5 separate regions of the Mus musculus genome follow, and regions 2, 3, 4 and 5 are each linked to region 1. Evidence: chromatin contacts called from public Hi-C, HiChIP or PLAC-seq and promoter capture Hi-C data. All regions are on one chromosome and are shown on one strand. Each heading gives the region's core, a stretch centred on a gene start, on an enhancer-like site or on the middle of the called end of the contact. The rest is flanking DNA. Distances are from core to core; before and after follow the strand shown. Region 1 holds the start of Tpm1 (tropomyosin 1, alpha). Region 2 holds the start of Tln2 (talin 2). Region 3 overlaps Tln2 (talin 2). Region 4 has its middle 56 kb from the start of Car12. Region 5 holds the start of Car12 (carbonic anhydrase 12).

What was found. Hi-C and Micro-C count contacts between places; a contact is called where the count stands out from the background. HiChIP or PLAC-seq counts read pairs in DNA pulled down with a chosen protein or histone mark. Capture Hi-C pulls out chosen DNA fragments and counts their contacts.
Region 2: a contact with region 1 is called in an H3K4me3 HiChIP or PLAC-seq map of craniofacial prominence, with 4 times the contacts expected there. The contact joins the promoter of Tln2 here to the promoter of Tpm1 in region 1. A contact is called at or near these places in 2 of 39 promoter capture datasets (the 3T3-L1 cell line and hippocampal neurons), 2 of 484 Hi-C or Micro-C datasets (the N1E-115 cell line and uterus) and 4 of 115 datasets of contacts at active chromatin or transcription factors (craniofacial prominence, embryonic forebrain, embryonic hindbrain and 1 more).
Region 3: a contact with region 1 is called in a Hi-C map of the N1E-115 cell line, with 10 times the contacts expected there. The contact joins the enhancer-like site here to the promoter of Tpm1 in region 1. A contact is called at or near these places in 2 of 39 promoter capture datasets (the 3T3-L1 cell line and cranial neural crest), 1 of 484 Hi-C or Micro-C datasets (the N1E-115 cell line) and 1 of 115 datasets of contacts at active chromatin or transcription factors (embryonic limb bud).
Region 4: a Hi-C map of cerebellum shows a contact between it and region 1, with 3 times the contacts expected there. The contact joins the enhancer-like site here to the promoter of Tpm1 in region 1. A contact is called at or near these places in 2 of 39 promoter capture datasets (erythroid cells and liver), 2 of 15 datasets of contacts at CTCF or cohesin (the NIH/3T3 cell line and embryonic stem cells), 14 of 484 Hi-C or Micro-C datasets (the Ba/F3 cell line, the G1E-ER4 cell line, the N1E-115 cell line and 7 more), 5 of 115 datasets of contacts at active chromatin or transcription factors (astrocytes, bone marrow-derived dendritic cells, bone marrow-derived macrophages and 2 more) and 2 of 9 other capture datasets (embryonic stem cells and liver).
Region 5: a contact with region 1 is called in a promoter capture Hi-C map of liver. The contact joins the promoter of Car12 here to the promoter of Tpm1 in region 1. A contact is called at or near these places in 2 of 39 promoter capture datasets (embryonic stem cells and hippocampal neurons), 2 of 484 Hi-C or Micro-C datasets (forebrain and muscle stem cells), 2 of 115 datasets of contacts at active chromatin or transcription factors (the SCID.adh cell line and bone marrow-derived macrophages) and 1 of 9 other capture datasets (liver).

Annotation. Positions count from the first base shown.
Region 1 is chr9:67,047,887-67,050,491 of GRCm38.p6, reverse strand. Tpm1 (tropomyosin 1, alpha) reads left to right here and starts at 1,279. Exons shown (of 10, transcript NM_001164248.1): 1 at 1,279-1,473; 2 at 2,581-2,605. The coding sequence starts at 1,360.
Region 2 is chr9:67,558,380-67,560,984 of GRCm38.p6, reverse strand. It overlaps Tln2 (talin 2), which reads left to right and starts at 1,282. Exons shown (of 58, transcript NM_001081242.2): 1 at 1,282-1,371.
Region 3 is chr9:67,462,305-67,464,909 of GRCm38.p6, reverse strand. The region is part of intron 1 of Tln2 (talin 2); the gene reads left to right. Among named protein-coding and RNA genes, the nearest start is that of Tln2, 96 kb to the left of the region's middle. Within about 2 kb of position 1,324, at least 40 of the 459 cell types and tissues checked have an H3K27ac peak or open chromatin away from gene starts, as enhancers often do. A contact at or near this core is called in the N1E-115 cell line, where this site is marked.
Region 4 is chr9:66,655,929-66,658,533 of GRCm38.p6, reverse strand. No RefSeq gene overlaps it. Among named protein-coding and RNA genes, the nearest start is that of Car12, 56 kb to the left of the region's middle. Within about 2 kb of position 1,288, at least 3 of the 459 cell types and tissues checked have an H3K27ac peak or open chromatin away from gene starts, as enhancers often do. A contact at or near this core is called in cerebellum, where this site is marked.
Region 5 is chr9:66,712,369-66,714,973 of GRCm38.p6, reverse strand. It overlaps Car12 (carbonic anhydrase 12), which reads right to left and starts at 1,288. Exons shown (of 11, transcript NM_178396.5): 1 at 1,041-1,288. The coding sequence starts at 1,125.

The DNA.
Region 1 (2,605 bases), core at 30-2,529:
TTTTTTTTTTTTTTTTTTTTTTTTAGATTTATTTATTTATTATATGCAAGTACACTGTAGCTGTCTTCAGACACTCCAGAAGAGGGCATCAGATCTCATTACGGGTGGTTGTGAGCCACCATGTGGTTGCTGGGATTTGAACTTCGGACCTTTGGAAGAGCAGTCGGGTGCTCTTACCCACTGAGCCATCTCACCAGCCCCCTGTGTTGGATTCTTAAAGAGTTGCTCTCTGACCTCTACAGTCCACCAAAGCACGAATGCACCTCCATGACCCCGCCCCCCAAATAAGTAACCGACTCTAGTAAAACATGCAAATGAATAAATGGAGGGAAGCTACAGCATTGAAGCTGTTACAAATCACAGCTGCCGATGACTAAAGACCAGACACACACACACACACACACACACACTCACACTCACACCACTGACTCCCACAGGGAAGAAAAACGCCTAGACCGCTACACACTGACACACTCCCTCTGCCCTTTCCAAAGCACAGCGCAGGCACTTTTGGGCCTTAAGTCCCTAAAGTATTTTACTACCCACCCCCAGTTTGGTGAAAAGACTCGAGACTGCCTGTGTGTCACTATGTCCACTATCAGGGGCAGAGAGACAGGGTCTCAGGAATGGCCCTCAAACCTTCCTCCACCTCTATTTCTCTGCTCTGGTTGAAATGTCCAGACCGTGAGAGCCCAGGACGACAACTGGTGAGTGGGCTGAGTGCTGCCACAAGGACCCAGCTGGGTACCGAGAGCTCCCAGGCCCAGAGGGGAGGGGCAGTGGCCGTGACTGGCAGCCCCCGGACCTTACAATGAGCAGCACCCCAGGACCTGGAGGCAGAGTGAGCCGGTGCGCACACACCACCTGCCCTATTCCGGGTGGTTCCGGGCAGGCTCTTCTGGGGACCTTGACCGCCAGACGATGGCTCTGAGAGGTGGCTAGAGACTCTCGCCCAGTGCCGGGCTCCTCTCCAGCGAGGTCCCGGCGCTCTTTCCCAGGCGTGCAGGTTTAGAAATAGGACGGCCTCGCCCGGCCGCGGCCTCGGAGGCTCGGGTCCCCATATATAGTCATATCCACCGTCAACTGGGAGGCCGGCAGGCGGCAGCGAATGGGCGTGCGGGCCCCCGCGGGAGGAGCGAGGAGGGGGCACGGGGCGGAGGCAGGAGACTGGGAAAGGGGGAAGGAGGAACAAGCTTTTCCAAAAAAGTATTGGCTGTCCTAAGGAATGCGGTCGCCCCCCTGGGAAAGTACATATCAGGGAGCAGCAGGCAGCTCCGCGCTCGCACTCCGGCTCTGCTACCCCACCGCGCTCGCGTCTCCTCTCGCTCCGCTGCCTAAGGGCCCCTCGCCACCGCCACCATGGACGCCATCAAGAAGAAGATGCAGATGCTGAAGCTCGACAAAGAGAACGCCTTGGATCGAGCTGAGCAAGCGGAGGCTGATAAGAAGGCGGCGGAAGACCGGAGCAAGCAGGTCTGCATTTATCCCCAACCTCCAATGCCCCAGCTTAGCGTGGGTCGCTCAGCCCCGGGACCCGAACTGGCTCCCTTTCCTCATCCCATCCCCAGCCAGGGTGTCCAGGGGCGCACGTTTAAAAAAGAAAAGGAGAAGCGCGAGAGTTAGACTGATTCTAACTTTTCTGTCTCGTCCGAGGACGCTCGTGGCCCTTCTCTGACTCCCACGGTCTGCGAGGTCCACTGAGCTTCTTCCCTAGAGAGGCTCTTGACTCTTAGGGTTGGGAATCAGTTTTGAAAGAGGAAGAGAGAAAGGATACAAGTTCCCGGGTTGCCTGGAGGGAAGGGTGGGGGAGCGGAGCAAGGCTCAAGTCCTAAGGTGTCCGAAGTTCTTTGGACTTTTTGGTTGGGGAGAAAGATCCCTCAACACGGGATGAAGACTTTGAAGGGAAGAGGAGGGAGTCACTGAATTATTTCCTAAGAACAAAGATGGGACAGAATGGGAGACACACGGAAAGCTAGCCAAACAAGGACATGTTTCGGCAGTCCCTCAAATTGAGAACCTGAGCTTGCTGTCCTCGGCCGGCCGGAGCGTGTGGTCCCGGGTTGGGGGGTGGTGTGCGAGATGAGTCACTGAGTGAGATCTCTGGGAGAGATATCTTAGGGTCCCTTGAGCCCCAAAGCAGCGATCCCTTAGCCCCAGGGCTCCAGCCAACCTGGCACCCATTTGTTATGTGTCTCCCACCCGGTCCATGCCGGCCGCCCGCGCCCGCTCGCCGCTACCCCAGCTCGAGGAGGACATCGCAGCGAAAGAGAAGCTGCTGCGGGCGTCGGAGGACGAGCGGGACCGGGTGCTAGAGGAGCTGCACAAGGCGGAGGACAGCCTCCTGGCTGCCGACGAGACCGCCGCCAAGGTACCCCGGGCGCGCGGCGAGGCACTGCACACGAATGGCTAACTCTTTCTCTTTCTCTCTCCCTCCCTGTCTTTCCCTCTCTCTCTCTCTCCCGCTGTCCCTGTCCTTTATGGTCTATGCACCCTCAACCCGCACCTTGCGGGATCACGCTGCCTGCCGCACCCCACCCCCTCCCCCTTCCCCCCTCCCCGTACTCCACTGCCAACTCCCAGCTGGAAGATGAGCTGGTGTCACTGC
Region 2 (2,605 bases), core at 33-2,532, 510 kb before region 1:
TGTTAGTCTGTGGGGACCATCTCAGATTTAGGTTCCCCCAGGTCTGCCAACCTCAAGAGCAGAGATGGAATGCTCTCTTCTGTTCTGTGTTCTTTACATCTCAAAGATTCAGATCTGGTCTTTATTTCTTTAGCTTTCTTTAGCCTTTCTTCTTGCTAAAGGCTTTGGATAGTCTTCCTCCATGGTATACAAAAGTTCCGTTTCTTCTAAAACTCTGGTTTCATTTGTTTGTTTGGTCTGTTTGTTTGTTTGTTTGTTGTTTCTTGTTTTGTTTTTGAGGAAAGCCAGGAGCCTCAGTTGGGTTGATACAGGCCTTTTTGGATAAGGATGGGGGATATGAATTGGAGAAATGGTTAAGATTTTGGAACCGCAGACGAATTAGTCTCCTCTCCCATCTAGAGCTAGACAGAATGAGAGAAATATGTGTTTAGACACGGAGTTTTATTAGGAAGGCAACTGCCTGCTGTTGGTTCTGGTTCCAACATGCAGCTGATTTGGAGCAAGGTCTGTCAGCATTCTGAGCCTTAGCCTCATCTCTGAAGAGAGCACCTTCAGTTGCTGGCTTCCAAGAGCTCCTGTACCCCTCAGTCTACAGCAGGGAGATGGAGACTCTTTCTCTGTCTGAAGGAGCTGGGGTAGTTACAGGCTGTGAGGCTGCCCTGAGTCCTGGGACTGGGAACTTCACTCTTTCCTCTTCATAATCTGAAACCCAATCAGGAGTGTTTACTGTTGTGAGGATATTGCTCCCTGCTGTGATAGTTCTTCTTCATTACCAATTTGATGGGAGTTAGCATCACCATGGAAACAAGCCTCTGGGCATGGTTGTGAGAGAGTTTCTAGATTGGGTTAACTAAGGTGGAGAGTCCAGTAAATGTGGGGGACACCATTGTATGGGCTGGAGTCCTGCACTGAAGAGGAAAGAGAGCTGAGCACCAGCGTTCATTGCTCTCCGCTTCCTGCTCCATGCTTCTGCTGCCCTGCTGCCCTGCTGCCCGCACCCTAATGGACTGTACTCTTGAAAAATGAGCCAGGTAAAGGCAGTAGTCTTGGTCAAGAGTTTTATCACAGCAGTGAGTAAGTGAAACTTTGTTCTCGACAGAGTTTCTCTATGTAGCCCTGGTGGTCTTAGAACTGGCTCTGTAGACCAGGCTGGCCTCACACTTAGATCTGCCTGCCTCTGCCTCTCAAGCGCTGGCATTAAAGGTGTGTGCTGCCATGCCTGGCTAACTAATACATTGCTTAATGAGGTCTCTGAACTGACAGTTGTGTTTCTTTTGCCAGTGTGCTGCTGTAGGGTAACATCTGGACTGGAATAGAGGCTCCTCTGGTGCTTGGATGTCCCTAAGTTCCTGGATCGGCTTGTTGAAGACTGTAAGTAATGTCTATGTTGCTGCTTGATGAGACTGAAGAGATTGTGGGTTAAAGAGTCCAGCCAGACCTGGTTGGTGCACCAATTCCCTCCAGCCACAGTTAACCTTCAGCCATTGGCTATGTGTGCCCGATGATAAAACTATGAAATTGGCCCAGTACAAATCATGAAATTACTTAAAACATTATGATTTTTTTGGTGATATCCATTTCCACCTACTTATCTACCCACCTGCCTTTCTACCTATCTCTCATGCTATCTCTATGTATATGGATATGAATATCTATATCTATATAATTGTTGATAACTCAATCATGTGGTACTCTAGCCTGAACTTTGTAGATAACATTGTATTTGCAATGTTCAAAGTTTGGATGAGCCTCTGAGAGCCAGGTTCTTTCATGCCCAGCACCAAAAGCCTTGGAGATAGCAGTTGAAACTCTATGTGTGCCCATTCTGTTTCTACTACCAGCCAGCACCAGAGGCAGATACACCATTTTTACCATCCTGTCTCCTTTCTTCCCTTTTACGGTACTGCAGTTATACTGGCTGTTGCTTCTGGCCTATAGGTAGACAATACACATGATGGGAATGCAGGAACCATGGCCTCCCTAGCAACCTTCTCCCTGGTGCATGTGTGCACCTCCTCGTTCAGCCTGTTCCTTCCCACTGCCACATTTCCCCCCACCTAAATGTTCACACTTGCCTGTCTGTCTGTCTCCATCTCTCTCCATCCTTATCAAATCTTTCTTTGTACTTGCCTCAAGGTGGAGGTCTTCAACAGTCAGTTGGTAGACTGCTCATTCATTTGACACTTATTGAGTACACACCAGTCTTTCAGAATCAATCTGCTGTCATGTCCAACAAGAAGGAAGAGATGACATAAAAACCCAAGTCAACCATCACAGCCCTATCCAAGTAGCCTGGTGGATTCTAGGTACTCTCCGACTGGGTCACTAAAGTACCTTGTTAAAAGGCCAACCCCTTGGGTCATACCCATGTACTGAAACATCACCCTGTACTCCATTGTTCTTCATGTAATATGTTTTCTGTTTTTTTTGGGTTTTTTTTGTTTTTATTTTTGTGTTTTTTCTAGATAGGGTTTCTCTGTATATCTGTGGCTGTTCTAGAACTTACTCTCACTCTGTAGACCAGGATTGGCCTTGAACGCCCAGAGATCCTCTTGTCCCTGTTTCCCAAGTGTTGGAATTAAATGCATGTGTCAGCACTGTTCAG
Region 3 (2,605 bases), core at 75-2,574, 410 kb before region 1:
TAATCAAGAAACCTTCTCTCCAGCCCTGCATGGTTTTGAGGGTAAGGGGGTGGGCTTGGGGAATACTATCTGTAGAAGAATATACAAGATGTCCTAAAGTCTTTCTTTTGGGTCTCACTTTGCCCTTTGTCTTGCAGAGGACAAAGTAGCCTTCTTTCTAGTCTCCTTGGAATGTCTTGAGTGTTGCTGCTGCTGGCAGCTCTTCATTGAGATTCTTTTGACTCAGACCAGCACCCAGCTTCTAGCTGGCAGGTTAGTTCAGGAAGCCAGGAGCAGAGAAATGGCCTCTCTCTGAGGAGTCAGATATCTTCCAACCTAGCAGAGTGGGGCTGTACTCACGGAGACGCTCTTTGAATGAAAGCATTCTTTAGATTTCTGCAGAAGAACAGAACAGACATGGCAAGGGATAGACATTGGGAAATGTTGGGAGAGTTTCAGTTGCAAAATGTTTCTTCTTCTCTCCCTTTGATTCTGGCCATTGCTGTGTGTGGCTGTCAGAGAACTCTGTCTTGTTTCTTCTTAGATTTTCTGACTTTGAAAGACAGGAATGCGCTTTGCTTTTCACTCGTGGCTTAGTCTTAATGTCTGAATACTCTAGTTTGGGGCCACAAAATACTTGCATCACTAATGCCTTAGATAGGCAGACACACTACAGGGGTATGGAGTCTCTGAGGAGAATCCAGGACCATGTGGCAGAATGAAGATCCCTTCTAGGCTCAGAAGAAGCAGGGAGGTCCTGTGCCACATGGTGTGTGAGGAGCTTGCTCATCTCCTGGGCCTGCAGTCGGGCTGTCTCTGAATCAGGGGTGAGGATGGAATAGAGGAGAATCTAGAAAATCCAGTCATGTTAGGTCTGGTAATTTCAGGAATTGTCAAATTTTCAGCATCAAATGGGGAGCTTTATAAGGCGAAACAGCCCGGGCTGACAGCGCCCTTCCTCTGGTGAATGAGAAGGTTTTGGTAGTAACTTTTGTTGACTTCTGATTGCATCAACCAGTGCTTTATGCTATCTCTAGACAGCAGTACCCAAGGAGCTGCCAAGTGACTCGATCAGAAGATAGAGTGCTCTTTGGAAGCCCGTGGTCTTCTAATTCCTTGAGTAATTCAGGTTTAACAAGAAGGATTTTAGGACGAGACATGTGGTTTGGTGATAGAAAGGGCTTGCCTGGCATAGTCAGGGCCCTGGATTCCATCTCTAGCACCACAAAAACCCCACCAAGCATTTTAAACAGATAGCTGTGCCCGCAGGAGGCCTGTTCTGTGTCAGCGTTCTCTGGGGACCTGTTAAGATCAGACAGTGAGCAATGAGTCTCTGCCACAAGCTGATTCTATCTCTGCTTCAAGAGCCTGTGGCTCAGATAAGCTCTATAGTGACGGCTGGACTTCGCTGGTTGTGTTAGCTGTGTGTTCACCCTGAGCCTGGCCCCTTCCCCAGTGGCTTTATTACAAAGCAGGAAATTTAGGCCCGAAGAGTTTAAAGCACATTGAGGGCAAATGACTAGTAAATTACTGTCCAAGATCAAATTTCTTCCTCTTAGCCACTATGCCTTCCCTCAGTGTAATGTTGAATTTCACAAATCTTGTTTTTTTTCTTTTGTGTGTGTGTGTGTGTGTGTGTGTGTGAGAGAGAGAGACAGACAGACAGACAGACAGACAGACAGACACTGAGAGAGACAGAGACTGAGGCGGGACAGGGGGAGAGAGAGACAGAGACAGACAAAGAGAGAGAGAGACAGACAGACACAGAGAGAGACACACACAGAGACACAGAGAGACAGACACAGAGACAGACACAGAGAGAGACATAGAGAGAGACAGAGAAAGAGACAGAGAGAGACAGAGAGATAGATATTTAGGATATATGACATGTTATTGCTTGTGTGTGCATGTATGTTTTTGCATGTATGTGTGTACATACACATATACATAGCTATGTGAAGTCCCTTCTTACCTCGGTTTGTTTCCATCTCTGTGATAAAACACCATGAACAAAGCAGCTTGGGGGAGGGGTTTGTTTGGCATCCACATCATGATCACAGTCTGACACTGAGAGAAGGCAGGACAGAAGCTCCATCAGAAACCTGGGAGGAAGAACTCAGAGAAGGTGGAGGAGGGCTGCTTGCCGTAGGGCTTGTTCATTGCGGGGATAGCTTGTTTTGTCTTTGTATATCATCTTGGACCACCTGCCTTGGGGTAGTGCAACTCCATTAATCAAGAAAATGCTTATGGACCAGTCTGGTAGAGACATTTTCTCAGTTGAGGTCCCTCTTTCTAGATGACCCAGTTTGCGCTGGATTGACACAACTGAAGCAGCCCAAGGCCCGAGGTTGATAGCCATCTATCCTCACCTCTTTCCCTCTGTACTCACTGAGGCCTGCTCTCTCTCTCTCTCTCTCTCTCTCTCTCTCTCTCTCTCTCTCTCTCTCTCTCTCTCTTTCTCACTCAGATCCAGAGCTTGCTATCCAGCTTGCCCTCACACTCCCCTCTCACACCTCCGAGGCAGCAGTTATGGAAAGGCCACCATGCCCACCTGTCTGTCCTTCCGGAGGGTGTCAGGAACTCTAAGCGCTGATCTTCACACTCTGTACCGAGTACTGGAACCTTC
Region 4 (2,605 bases), core at 39-2,538, 390 kb after region 1:
GTCCATTCCTTCATGCCTACCTGTGGGTGCCACAGATCCTACCCACTTCACTTTATCTCTAGGTGAAGGGTCAGGTATACTTTCGTGTCAGGATAAGTTTATGGTAGCCACCCCTTCCCTTTTTTCTTTTCTTTTTTCTTTTTTTTTCCAGACAGGGTTTCTCTGACTGTGTAGCCCTGACTGTCCTGAAACTCACTCTGTAGACTGCCCTAGACTTGCAATCAGAGATCCACCTGCCTCTGCAGTTCAGTTAGTACAAACAAGCACACGCCACCAAGTACCATGTGAGTTCCAGGGCCCACGTGGTAGAAGGAAAGAACTGACACCCAATCGTGGTTCCTCTGAACTACACACGAGCACAGTGACAAACACACACACACAACAAATACATTTAGTCTTTTTTAAAAAGAGAGGGAGTCTTGTGGTCTCTTCAAGCTTTTTAATGCTGGGATAGTAAAATAGGACGGCTCTGGCTGAGTTGATGGTACATGGCTATGATTCCAGCTACTCAGAAAGCCTAAGGTAGGTGGGTCACAAATTCCAGACCAGTCTGGCCTATATTGCAAGCCTATTTCAAATCAAACAAACAAACAAACAAACAAACTAGGCGAAGTTAGTTCCTGGTCAAACCCTGAGTACTGAGAGTGGAGTCAGTCAGCCAGAGGCCCACTGGCTTGCTTTAGAACGTTGGGCAATTATTCTGAATCATTCTCACCAGTAGGAATGAAGGGTGAACACCTTGCAGCTGAGGGTGGTGCGACATGCCTCTCACCCCAGCATTTAGGAAGCTGGGGCAGGAAGGTTATTGGCTCATGATGAGCTGAGTCTGCACCAAAAGACGCTGTCTCCAAAAAGCAAGCAAGCAAACAAACAAAACCAATAACAAGAGTGCAGAGTGAAGAACAGATTTATACAACACTGGACATAAAGCACCTGGCACACAGTAGGTGGTCAGTACGGAGTGGCAGAAAGTGCCATCTGGTTACTTGAGAATCACCCACCTTGGGCACGATCTGCCTCATCCTATGAGCAAAAGCAGCCAGGCATTTACCTGCAGGAAAGCAAAAGGATGGAGGGTGTCCTCACGGGTCTGCCTCCTGCTTCTCCTGACACTAGGGACAGAACAGGGACATTGTTCTCCTTCTCTGGGGAAAGAGACACTAAATTACAGCCTCCAAAGATGATGGAGCAAGTACATAACCTAGACATAATTCATGGTCATTGCCATGCCCAGATTATTCAAATGTGGCCGTGCCAAAGAGCCCAGTGTGGACCTGGCTGCCAGAGAGTGTCCACGTGGGCTCCTGGAAGCCTCTCGCTGACAGTGCAGCATGTCCCAGGATGACAAGTCTCTGTCTAACCCCAGGTTAAATGCATAATGTGCTTATTATACATTTAAGTATATTGTTGATGTTTTGAACAGGCAGCTTCAACAACATTTCAGTACATCACTATCATTAAGGAGGGTTTTTAAAACTATGCTCCTTTGTGCTTGGGGAGGGGGATGGGGAGGGAGGGAAGACTGACATGATGCTATAATTTGACCATCTTAGCCTTCACATGATGTCACTTAACAGTTTGGACCTAAACACAATCAAGAAACGGGAAGCATGGGGGGGGGGGCGGACAGGGGGGGTCTGAACATCTGTCTCAAAGTATCTTCCTGGCTCCTTGTTTCCAGATGTAGGAATGAATGTCACCATTAGGTACCTTTTGAGAAGTCCTGACCCCAAAGGAAGAGAAGGAAGAGATAGCAGAAGTTAGTTTTGTTAGCTGGTTGCACGCACCTGGGAGTTTAAAATATGAGACCTGCTATCAACAACTCATCTCCTCGCTCCCCCATTCTAATACAGTTGGAGTGAGGGGAAGGCGTCCTGGCAGTGAGGACATTCTTAGAATCCTCTAGTAAATCTACTGGGTTTTCAGTGTTGAAATGGCTGCTGCCAGGTCCTCTCACCCTAGTGCTTAAGCCTCACCTCTTCCCTAGCCCCTACAGCCCTGGTTCATTCCACAAGCCTTAACTCAGCAAATACCATCTGTGGGCTTAGATATGGCTCAGTTGGTAGAGTTTTCCTAGCATGCATAAGGCCCTGGGTTCAATACCTGGGACCACATAAGCCAGGCATAATGGCTCATGCCTGCTAACATAGCACAGCCTGGAAGACACAGCCTTTTCATCAAAGTTGCAATCCTCAGGAATGGCACAACTTATGTCACCTGTTCATGATGTAAAGGATACTTTATTCCTGCAGGAGTTCTACTGAGAATTCTTAACCTAGATGTGAGAGGAGTCAGGTCCAAATTAAGCAACATGCAGTAAAACAGTGGCTTCGCACACAAGCTTCTATATGGTCAGCGTTGGTAAAGACAAGGGAAGGTCTAAGGAATGTTTCAAATTAACTAAGGCACTGTGAAAAGCAGGCCCTGGGCACAGCTTACAGGGCACAAGCTGAGCACACATAGACTCTGAGTTAAAGCCTGAAAACTACACAAAGACAGACATGGAAAGTAAAGGAAGTGTTTCTCCTTAAATTAGACCTGCGATTACAGAACAAAACAACAAAACAGAGTATTAAAAATGCTATTGGAGTATGAGGTGGTTGGA
Region 5 (2,605 bases), core at 39-2,538, 340 kb after region 1:
TGACTGCGTGGGAAAGGTGATAGTAGGCAGATCCTGCCAGCCAGTCGATGAAGGTTCAGTAAAGGGGTAGTGGCTTGTTGCCCACCGGCAGAGTGTGGTCCTCCAAGGGGGGAAGGAGAGCAGAGCTCTGATACTGCTGGGCAGGAGCTGGGCTCTCTCCCCGCTGCCTGGCCAGGGGAATCATTGTTCAGCCACTGGGGTCACTCTTGGTCCCTTCTATTGCAACCCAAGAACAAGTATCACCACAGTGTGGGGACCCATTGACACAAACAAGCAGGACCCAGTCCCCACCTTCTCCCTAAGGTTAGTAGTAGCCTGAGGGAGAGGCAGGCTAAAGCTTGCTTTTCCTTTTCTTATTCCAAAGGAGTTAATTATCCAGGCTTTGGACATGAGCCCACAATTCAGGCTCCTCTTCCCACCTCAACCTGACACCCTGTTCAGCATACTTGCCCTTCGGGTTTCAGCCCCTTATTACAGTTAGAAATAAGGCATGTGCGCACACATGTAGGTTCAGTGTAGCAGAGATCTCGAGGGGAAAGACAATGACTAACGGTGGGCTACATTATCCCCTGGACACGGAGTGTGAAACCTACTGGTTAACTGCCTCTCTGAGGGTTCTGACGATCAGCCAGACACCCCTTCTTGCGGATCACAGCACACAGGAAGACAGTCCTTTCTCAGCGCTCTGCACGTGGTTCCGGGATCCTGGCTAGCAAGTTTCCAAGCCCCATCTCCAGAGGTAGTGTGCTCAGAAAAGAGGCAAATGAGTAACTACAACTGTGCACCAAGCACCGTTAAAAAAAAGTGCCTCCAACTAACCTCAGCTAACAGTGCATCCCAAACGATCCCAAAGCTAGCATCCTTTCTTGAAAATGTGCTAGGCACACAGCAACTTCCTTACTCGCTCAGTAGTGATTTTACTTTATCTTGCAAGAGCCTGGCAGAAATCCTCTCTCTGCCCAGGCATGGCTCAGTGCACAGGACTCTTTTTTTTTTTTTTTTTTTTTTTTTTTTTTTTTTTAAGTAAGCAGAAACTTTACCGTTGAGTGGGGCTGAGCTGGAAGGCTGCTTCTTAAGGATCACCAACAGGAGGACGACAGTCGCGCGCAGGCTGCGGTGAGGCATCTTTGTCCTGGCGACTCAAAGCTGCCACTCACTCGGAGCTGTGGGGCGCTCGGAGCTGGCAGCGGCGCACCAGCACAGTGTGCACTTAGCCTGGGACCAAGACGTGCACGTTGGTTGTGTAGACTCGTGGCTGCCTGTAGGCTGCTTTTTAATGCCGCGACTCAACCCTAAACATGATGTCATCAGGCAGGAGGGCGGGGCAGAAAGCCCAGCCTACCGGAGGGCAGGAGCCCCAGGTCCGAGGTGAGTTGAGGTCCTGACTTAAGTGGTCCTCAGTGGCCCACTGCGGCGGTCCTCTGGGCCACAGGTTACTTGGGGGAGCCAGTTCTCACAGGGAGGTATGGAAAGTCAGGGACCCGTGCAGCACTCACTTCCCTAGATGTGACTGTGGTCTGTCACTGCCCTTACTTGAAAGCCCCAGCATAGAATGCTGTTTGGGCCAAAGCCTCATTCAGGGTCTGAATGTTTCTGCCTGGTCTTAGCCAAGTAGCTGTGAATTACACATCACATCCAGATTAAGCTCTTCTCAACGAAACCACAAAGAGACTGCGAATCGGAAACTAAGATAAAGGGATTCACAGAAATGAGTCGCTTTTCTTGGCGATTAGCATTTCCCTTAGGAGGAGGAGGCATGTAGACAAGGCTTACTCCTTGTGCAAATTCACAGGATCAGCCCATCTTCGGTAGGCAGCAGGTGGAGAAGGTGCCCTCTCTGAAGTAGTGGTGAAAGAAAAGGACTTGCTTTATTACCGAGTGTCTACAAGCATCAGAGACCAGGCTAGGGGTTATGTGGACCAGTGGCCAGGCTGTTTCCAATGCTGGTTTATCACCTGTTGCTACTCCTGCCCACTATTCTCCAATCTCCGCTTGCTTTGCAATATGCACACTTACACTCTAGACAGGAGCCCGTTGTTCTGATCACGTTTGTGTCTAGCCCGCCCATGCGGAGCTGAATCTTCCTGGCCTCCTGCTCTGCTGTTCCCCACCCTTACCTCCTATATCGTCTGTTTGTTATTCCCGCCCGAGATGGTCTCTGCTTCCCTGGCTCCTCCATATCTCTCTACCACCTCAGGTGTGGGGCTCAGTTTCCTGCTCCTACTAACCCTGGTCTCCTGCTGCCTACACATACGGAATAGTACATAACCCCATGTTTGTAACCTGGCCCGCCATGCCCTCTTCTCTGGGCCAAGTCAACCAGCCCAGCCCTCCCCCATCCCCCATCTGTTCTGGCACTCAACCTACAACTCAGGTTGGCCTTGGTGACCAAAGAGGCCATTTGTTCACCTACAACTTGGAGAGACTGAGCAGCCGAGAACCACCAGGAAGCAGGTGTCGCCTGCATTTCAAGGGGTGTTATTGTTCTGTCCCTAACAGCTCAACTATTGTATGGGTAATAAAGGGCTTGAAATCTCTTCAAGGAAGTTGTTACAATGACAATTTTGTCACAATCATTTCCAGACCACAATAAGCTTAAGGGTGA